Regions from separate parts of the Siniperca chuatsi genome. Here region 1 is linked to region 2. Evidence: chromatin contacts called from public Hi-C data. All regions are on one chromosome and are shown on one strand. The core of a region is the stretch at or near the end of the contact, and the rest is flanking DNA. Distances in the headings are between cores, read along the strand shown. Region 1 overlaps ubl3a (ubiquitin-like protein 3a). Region 2 holds the start of ubl3a (ubiquitin-like protein 3a).

The links. Hi-C and Micro-C count contacts between places; a contact is called where the count stands out from the background.
Region 1: a contact with region 2 is called in a Hi-C map of liver, with 4 times the contacts expected there. The contact joins the enhancer-like site here to the promoter of ubl3a in region 2. A contact is called at or near these places in 3 of 3 Hi-C or Micro-C datasets (liver, skeletal muscle and an unstated tissue).

What each region holds. Positions count from the first base shown.
Region 1 is chrLG14:15,604,868-15,608,420 of ASM2008510v1, forward strand. It overlaps ubl3a (ubiquitin-like protein 3a), which reads left to right. Exons shown (of 5, transcript XM_044222167.1): 5 at 771-2,611. The coding sequence ends at 823. Among protein-coding and RNA genes, the nearest start is that of LOC122888132, 18 kb to the right of the region's middle. Within about 2 kb of position 1,509, the one cell type or tissue checked has an H3K27ac peak away from gene starts, as active enhancers do. A contact at or near this core is called in liver, where this site is marked.
Region 2 is chrLG14:15,570,377-15,574,108 of ASM2008510v1, forward strand. It overlaps ubl3a (ubiquitin-like protein 3a), which reads left to right and starts at 1,475. Exons shown (of 5, transcript XM_044222167.1): 1 at 1,475-2,180. The coding sequence starts at 2,154.

The sequences.
Region 1 (3,553 bases), core at 259-2,758, 35 kb after region 2:
TATCTGCATTTTGCTATGCATTCTGGGTAAAGTAGTCCCAAGGTAAAATAAGGTGAAATAAATAATCACCTCATTTTACTCCACAAGAAAATCTGTCCCTTGTGGAACAACAACGACAAGGCAAAGTTCAGTTATATGTGAAGAAATAGCAGGTAAAACACTAATAGAGCCATGTTTTCTCTCTTTTGTCAGTTATAAGGAAGTGACAATAGATGCTTAAAATAGAAACAAAGCTCTTAATTCTTGGTATTGGCTGGAGGTTCGGTGGTAGACCTTTTAGCATTCAGTCTTTATTTTTATGACACCATTTAAGTTAAACTTGTCTAAAAGCAAAACCAAGTGGGCCTGTTGCTTCAGGTACAGGTGAGACACGAAAAATACTATCCAGGAAGTCCAGTTTCAGTAAACAGATCGACGAGTTTGAAGGATTATCAGACACTAAAATGCTGCACAGTGGAACAGTAGAAATGCGGCTTTCATGTTACAAAGTAATGGTGATTGGTCAACATAACACTTTGTTGGATGATGTCGAGTTGCATTGGCAAAAGTTTAGTGTCAGGTTAAACTTCTTTTGCCAGACGGCCCTTGTGAATCTGGCCTCAGATCACATTTAATGGAGTTGATTTTAGTCTTGTCACATGTAAAAAGTTTTGAAATTCTATCTCATCATATATATTTAGCGGGTACCTCTCTGACTGTGTAGGATCAGTGTTTGTCTTGATGATGATGTTTTTTTGTGTGTGTGTGTGTGTGTGTGTGTGTGTTCCCAGGTCAGAGGAATCGAGAGAAGACCGGGGAGAGTAACTGCTGCATCATTCTGTAAATACACACCTCCGCTGTCGGCCCTCCATCCTTCTCATCCATTCTTGCCCTCAACATCCTGAACCTACTGTAATGAGCTTTGTCCCCTGTCCTGGAGGCTGTCAACAATGTGGATATGCATACAGACAAACACACACTCTCTTCCCCACCCCTCCTCTCTCACACAGACATAGAAAGTAGACAGGGTCATCCAGGACACAGAGTTTGGAGCAGGAAATTGATTAACGATAGAGTTGATTCCTTTGTTGTACTTGATTTTTTGTCATAACTGAAAATCAAAGGAAGAAACTGGATTTGCATGTGTTTTTTTTTTCTTAATGCGTACCTTTTTAAGCCTTCTGCCATGTACATGCACACAAACATACACGTACACACACACACACACACACACACAATAGACATATACACCCTGTCTAGCCCTCCTCAGCCGGTTTGTTAAGTCAGTTTCTTACTGGCTCCTCATTCTAGCTAGTTGTCATGGTAATGCAGTGCCCAAGTTCGTGTGTGTGGCCTTCTTTTCTCATACAGACCGCTGAGAATTTGAACCACTAACAACATACACACACACACACACACACACACACACACACACACACACACACACACACACACACACACACATATATATATTCCCTGTCTACACATCCAACCATATGTGCTTGTGTGATCTCCCTCAGTGCAGCAGACAAAGCTTAGACGTGCCTGATCAGAGAACTCAAACTAGGACACACACACAGACACACACATATACACACCTGTGTCCTTTTTACTGCCCTCCTCTGCATGTGCCCTGAAGGGTCACAAGAGAGAAATTATTCCTTTTTGTCTGCAGAGCGCTGTACAGACCGCCCACACCCTACTCTTTCAGTCGTCATATTTTAGCCAAACAAAGCCTAACAAACAAACAAATAGACAAACAACCAGTGGCAGTGGTCTTGTTTTGGTTATTTGTTTGTCCATGACATTTGTGACTGTGTTTTGACAGTCCATGTATTTTACTGACCGACCAGTGTTGTGATTAATAAAACGTCATGTCAGTCCTCCACAATGCACCATCCCTCATTATGCTCCTTTTTTTTAACAGTGTTGTGAAGGATCTCTCTCTTGACAGTAGCTGTCCAAGCAGGGAAATGAACTTGGAATGAAAATGTTCCCTATTTGTTTTAATTCGCTTATTACTCTCTTCTTAATTATCTCTCTCTGCATTAATAAATCCATTTTGCACAACTGAAGCATGTGCTCCTTCATCAGATTAATAAAAATGTATAAAAAGTTTTATTGTTTTATTTTATATTTTTCCAATGGAAGTAATGTTCCAAACTAAGGTAACGTGTAGAATATATTTAATATGAATCTTATATAGATCATGATGACTCTAGATCTTGTTGATATGCAGTATATTGGTGTTTAGTCTATGATTGTGCGTACGGTTAGCTTCTAGCCAGTTCACAGTCACTCGCTGACAATGTCTTGTGCTTAACAGCAGCAAAACCTCCCTAATCATCGACAGACTGTATTTTTATTTTCTTTCTTTCTGTGCTCTTTTATTATTATTTTTTTCATTTGTTTATAATTTAATGTAATCCTTTTTCTTTGTTTTTTTGCTTTAAAGAATTGCTTTGTAACAGCACTAGGTCTTAAAAAATATTGTTTATATTGATCAGGGTTCAAATCTGTACAGAGATAAACGTTTTCAAACCAATTGTAAATAGCACTAATGCTCCCTCTCCCCCCTCCAAACTTCAAAATGGAATACATCTGTAATCTAAATAAAGGTTATTGAAGTGCACTGGCTTTTGTCATGATTTATTGCACATAAATCATAAAACTCTTTTGAGTATCACATGATTTTGACAGCCTACTGTTGACACTCAGCAATGATTTTTAAGTGCATCACCGGACAGTCAAGAAGAGTTTCAGCAGACAGCTGAATCAGATGGGTGTCTTTAGGTGTCAACTATCTGACAACTATATGGAAGTGGATTGAGAAGTATTTCTCTTGAAATTATTCTTGATAGTCCGGAAACTGTCAGCAGATTAGGTTAGGAAACAAGTTGTTTAAAGTTAGAATTAAGGCTGTGTTTTACTTTGAAGACATGTAAAACACTTAGCTACAGTTAGTTGTTGTAATGAAGTTGACACTTTTCATTTGAAGTTATGAATGAAGTACTTGGATTCTTAAAAGTAGTAATACCACAATGTAAAAATTACTCCATCACAAGTATGCATTCAAAATTTTACCTAGGTGAAAGTACGGTGTGGTCAGTTTAATGTGCCAAAAATATCAAAAATAAAAAAAAAAGTACTCACTATGCAGAATGACCCCCGTTTAGAGTGTTAAATTATCCTATAAGTTATATTAATTTTATTTATTATTATTGATGCATTAACATGTAAGCAGCATTTTAATATACCTGGTTGAGGTGGTTCTCCTTTTATAGGAACTACGGAATGTAACAAAGTACATACTCAAGTACTGTACTTATTTACATTTTAGAGGTACTTGCTACTCTGCTACTATAATTCTGCTCCACTACATGTCAGAGGGAAATATTGTACTTTTTACTTCACTACATTTATCTGACAGTTGTAGTTACTTTTTAGACTAAGAGTTTACATACAAAACATTGCACAACCTTATTATTGCACAGTACAATGTATTGACACAGATTAGTGGCTCCCAACCTTTTTGGCTTGTGACCCATTACTACAAAGCAGTGTCTGGTTGGGG
Region 2 (3,732 bases), core at 225-2,724:
TGGCTAATTTATTGATTAAGTCATTACAGAAGGATGACTTGTCACTTGACTTGTCTTATTCTCTAAGTCACAGCTCACTTCAAATGGACCAACTATCACCATGCATGACTGCAAATGAAACTGTTAGTAAAACAGTTGAGTTATGAGTACTACTGTGAATCCAAGAAGACTCCGGTTGAAAGACATTAAATCCAGCTCTAGCAGTGCTCTTCTGCAGCTGACTCTGACCTTTGACCTTCCCAGATATTCTGAATTTCTACACCCTCTTTTCTCTGTGTCTCTTTTTTACAAGAAGGAAACCCTCCCTCCATGCTTGTTTCTCAGGATGTGTGTGCAGTCATTCCTCCTCCAAGCTGAACTCTCTCCCACTCACGCTCCCACTGCTTCCAGCACTCTCCCCTCTGTTCCACCCCCCAATGTGGGGACTGCCGCCATGTTCTTAAAGGGGCTGCATCAAGCAGCACATTTAGAAACATTAAACCCGGATATAAAGTAAGTTTAAATTCAAAATAAAACTTAAAATGAAACTAAATTAAACCTCTAAAAAAACCTAAAGGATGCTAGCAAATTCAGTTAAAAAATCTATTATTTGTAGGCTAGATATCAACCAAAATGTTTTGATTAGGGTGCCAAAAAACATACTATATAATAATAACGATAACATTATACTTTTTTCCTATATCATACTTTTCTAACTATAATTACACTTATACTACTACAAGACTCTTGAAATTAACAAAAAAAATGATTTTAATTTGGAAATTATCATGTATTGAATAATAATGACCAAGCATTAGCCTATGTGTCAACCATAGCAAGTACTTAAAAGTATAGGCCTTTTGAATTGAAGACATTTTGACTGTCACAGTAGGAAAAGCAAAGGATTTAAATCATGTCTTGCAAATTAATTTCTCTGCTGTGTTTTTTTTAAACCCATTTCCCCCCTCTGCTGTATACATGCACATATATAACTGTTATGTGTTAAGTCAAATATGTAAAGAAGGGTGTAATTTCAACTGGGGATGGGTGTGATATTCTATGTTTAACAGTTTCCTTTTGATTTCCTCACTAAAATCTCCTAAACTGTGTTGTTTGACTATCAAGCTCTGTGTGTTTTTCGAGTGTAAAAAATAATTTAATCTATGTTTTTATTTACAGTTAATGTTCACCTGAGACACCAATCAAAGGTAAAGAAACAGAGCACCATGCTCTTTGTAGTAGGAAAGCACGATAACCAATTTCATTCAGAGTGTATTGTCCACTAGATTGATATATGTACATAGCCTACATTTAGGAAGTAGCATTCATGTGCTTCTTTTAGTTGAAAACTTCTGACTTTATTGTGAAACACACATTCTGAAACATACGCCCTTGTAATAAAACGACCAAAAAGAAAAAGAAATGCGTATACTGCGCACAATGCATGTTTTATTTTGAAATGTGTAACCGGAAGTCCCGTGGGATTTCCCGTTGCTCGCTTGATGTTAGTTCCTGAAGCAGGATGACAGCTGAGCTGAACGGGTCGTAAAGGTACGGCAGCGCAGTCTGCAACATTAACAACAATCATCACAAACTCCCGTGTTAAAGCGAAGGACCGACAGATTTCGCCGTGTGACGCGTGTTTGTACCAAGTGTGTTTGAGTTTATAAGAGGACGGTAACTGTTAACCTTGCGGATATTATTTTATCTTTTTCACCAAGAGAGAAAAAGATCCGTGTCCGGATGTGCCAGCAGTATTTGGTTTTTCGCATGGCGTAGGCACCTTTTCTTAAGCAGGATATTCTTGATGTTTGGAGGGTCCGAAGAGGCCCTCGGGTCGACAGCTTATCCCACTAACATTAACTATACTTCCAAATTGACCAATTTGTGTGGGAAATGATCAACGAAATGATTGTGCAATAGAGAGGAAGACGCGCAGTAACACGTCTTGACAATCTCAGTGTTGTGACTGTGGAGAGAGCAAGTCACCAGGAATAAATTGTGTTTTTGTTTCCCGGCCGTAAACCCAACAACGACGTGTTTGTGAGAGCTGTTACAAGGGAGACGAAAAGAGGAAATATTTGTGTCCTTGTCTCGTGTGTGCGTGCGTGCGTGTGTGTGTGTGTGTGTGTGTGTGTGTGTGAACCCCTCCAAGGACCGGGAAAACCTTCACGATGACGGGCAGCACCCCAGCGGACATGGTGAGAGAATTTACTGTCAGTTTTTCACACTTTACCATTTACATCCATTTATTCCCATTAGGTTAGTTTGAACAAAAAAAAAAAAAAAAAAAAGCGGGTCATCGCGCCATTCAAGGCTTCTGGTTTCATTAAGTTGATTTCTTCACAGTGTTGAGATCATCGCTGTAGAGGCCCAGTACGACAGTGATTGTGAACTATACATCCTAGTGGTTCCCACAGTTGGGTTTGTGGATCTCCACTGCACCTTGGGAAGGAAACTGTGGCAAGTTTTACTTCCTTAACTGTAACTCATGTAGCCTGAACCTTTACATTTTTGCTGACCATTTTTAAAATACGTGTTTTAGATTTTTTTTAAAAATGTCTTTTTCCTATAGTTCCAGGAAGCCATTGGCTCCCATTGATTTGTCTATAGGATGAAACTCTATACGCACACACTCGAAACATCTTTATGTTCTGCAGCGATCAATAGTGCATTCACTGTTGTGTGTCACAGTATCGTTGTGCGGTAAGGCATTTAATGCCCAGACAGATTTGAAAAGTTTGCACTGAATTGCCTCATGATGATAATGCAAGTTTAATAAAAATTAATGCAGACTCGATGTTCACTAAAGATGAAACGATTGAACGATATATCATTAGTCGATCGAAATTAATTGCCAATTTTGATAATTGAGTAGTCATTTATCAAGCAAAAATGCCAAACATTAGCTGGTTCCAGCTTTTGAAATGTGAGGATTTGCTGCTTTTCTCTGTTTTATATGTCTGTAAATTGAATACGTTTTGGTTTCAGACTGTTGGTGAGACAAAACAAACAATTTGAAGATGTGAACTTGAGCTCTGGGGAATTCTTTCAGTATTAACTAATATTTTATAGAGTAAATGGAAAAATAATTGTTTCATCAGTAATGAAAATAATAGTTGCAGCCCTGAAGTGCACTTGCAACTCAAGCAAGTCTCAAGAGTCTAGTAATTGATTTTCATATTGTATGGAAATGTAAGGAGGACAACGGCATCCTGGGTAAGTGGACAAAATGCATCAAAATTTCTAAAACAAAATGATTAGCTGTGATATTCGGTATGAGTGATTGGTAGTAAATGAGCTAAAAGATACAAAACCAACAGTACGGTCTTACGGGAACAGATACATTTAATTGTTATTTTGATTAGATTTGTTTATATTAGAATTATACTGGAATTCCGAGTTTGGTAAACTGGCCCCTCATCCAAAACTAGCATTCCTCTCAGATCTGTCCTCCAAGCTCTTATCAAAACGAAGCTTTGTTCCCTCACCGGTGTTGACATTTTGTGAACCTCCAGCATCGCAGAAAGCAAGGCTGCAAAGAGACTGGAGTTTAGGAGAAGGCTAGGTGCTCTTCTTCTGCTGGTTTTGAGTGCACAGTGACCGGTAATTGCGTTGCTCCTACAACCCCATTATGTCATTCCTGCTGATGTGGTGGTACTTTAAAAGGAGGCTAAACTATGACCTTAAGTCTGTGGTCATCATCAAGTGACTTTATCAGCTTACCCCCACCCTCTCAAGACATTATCCTCT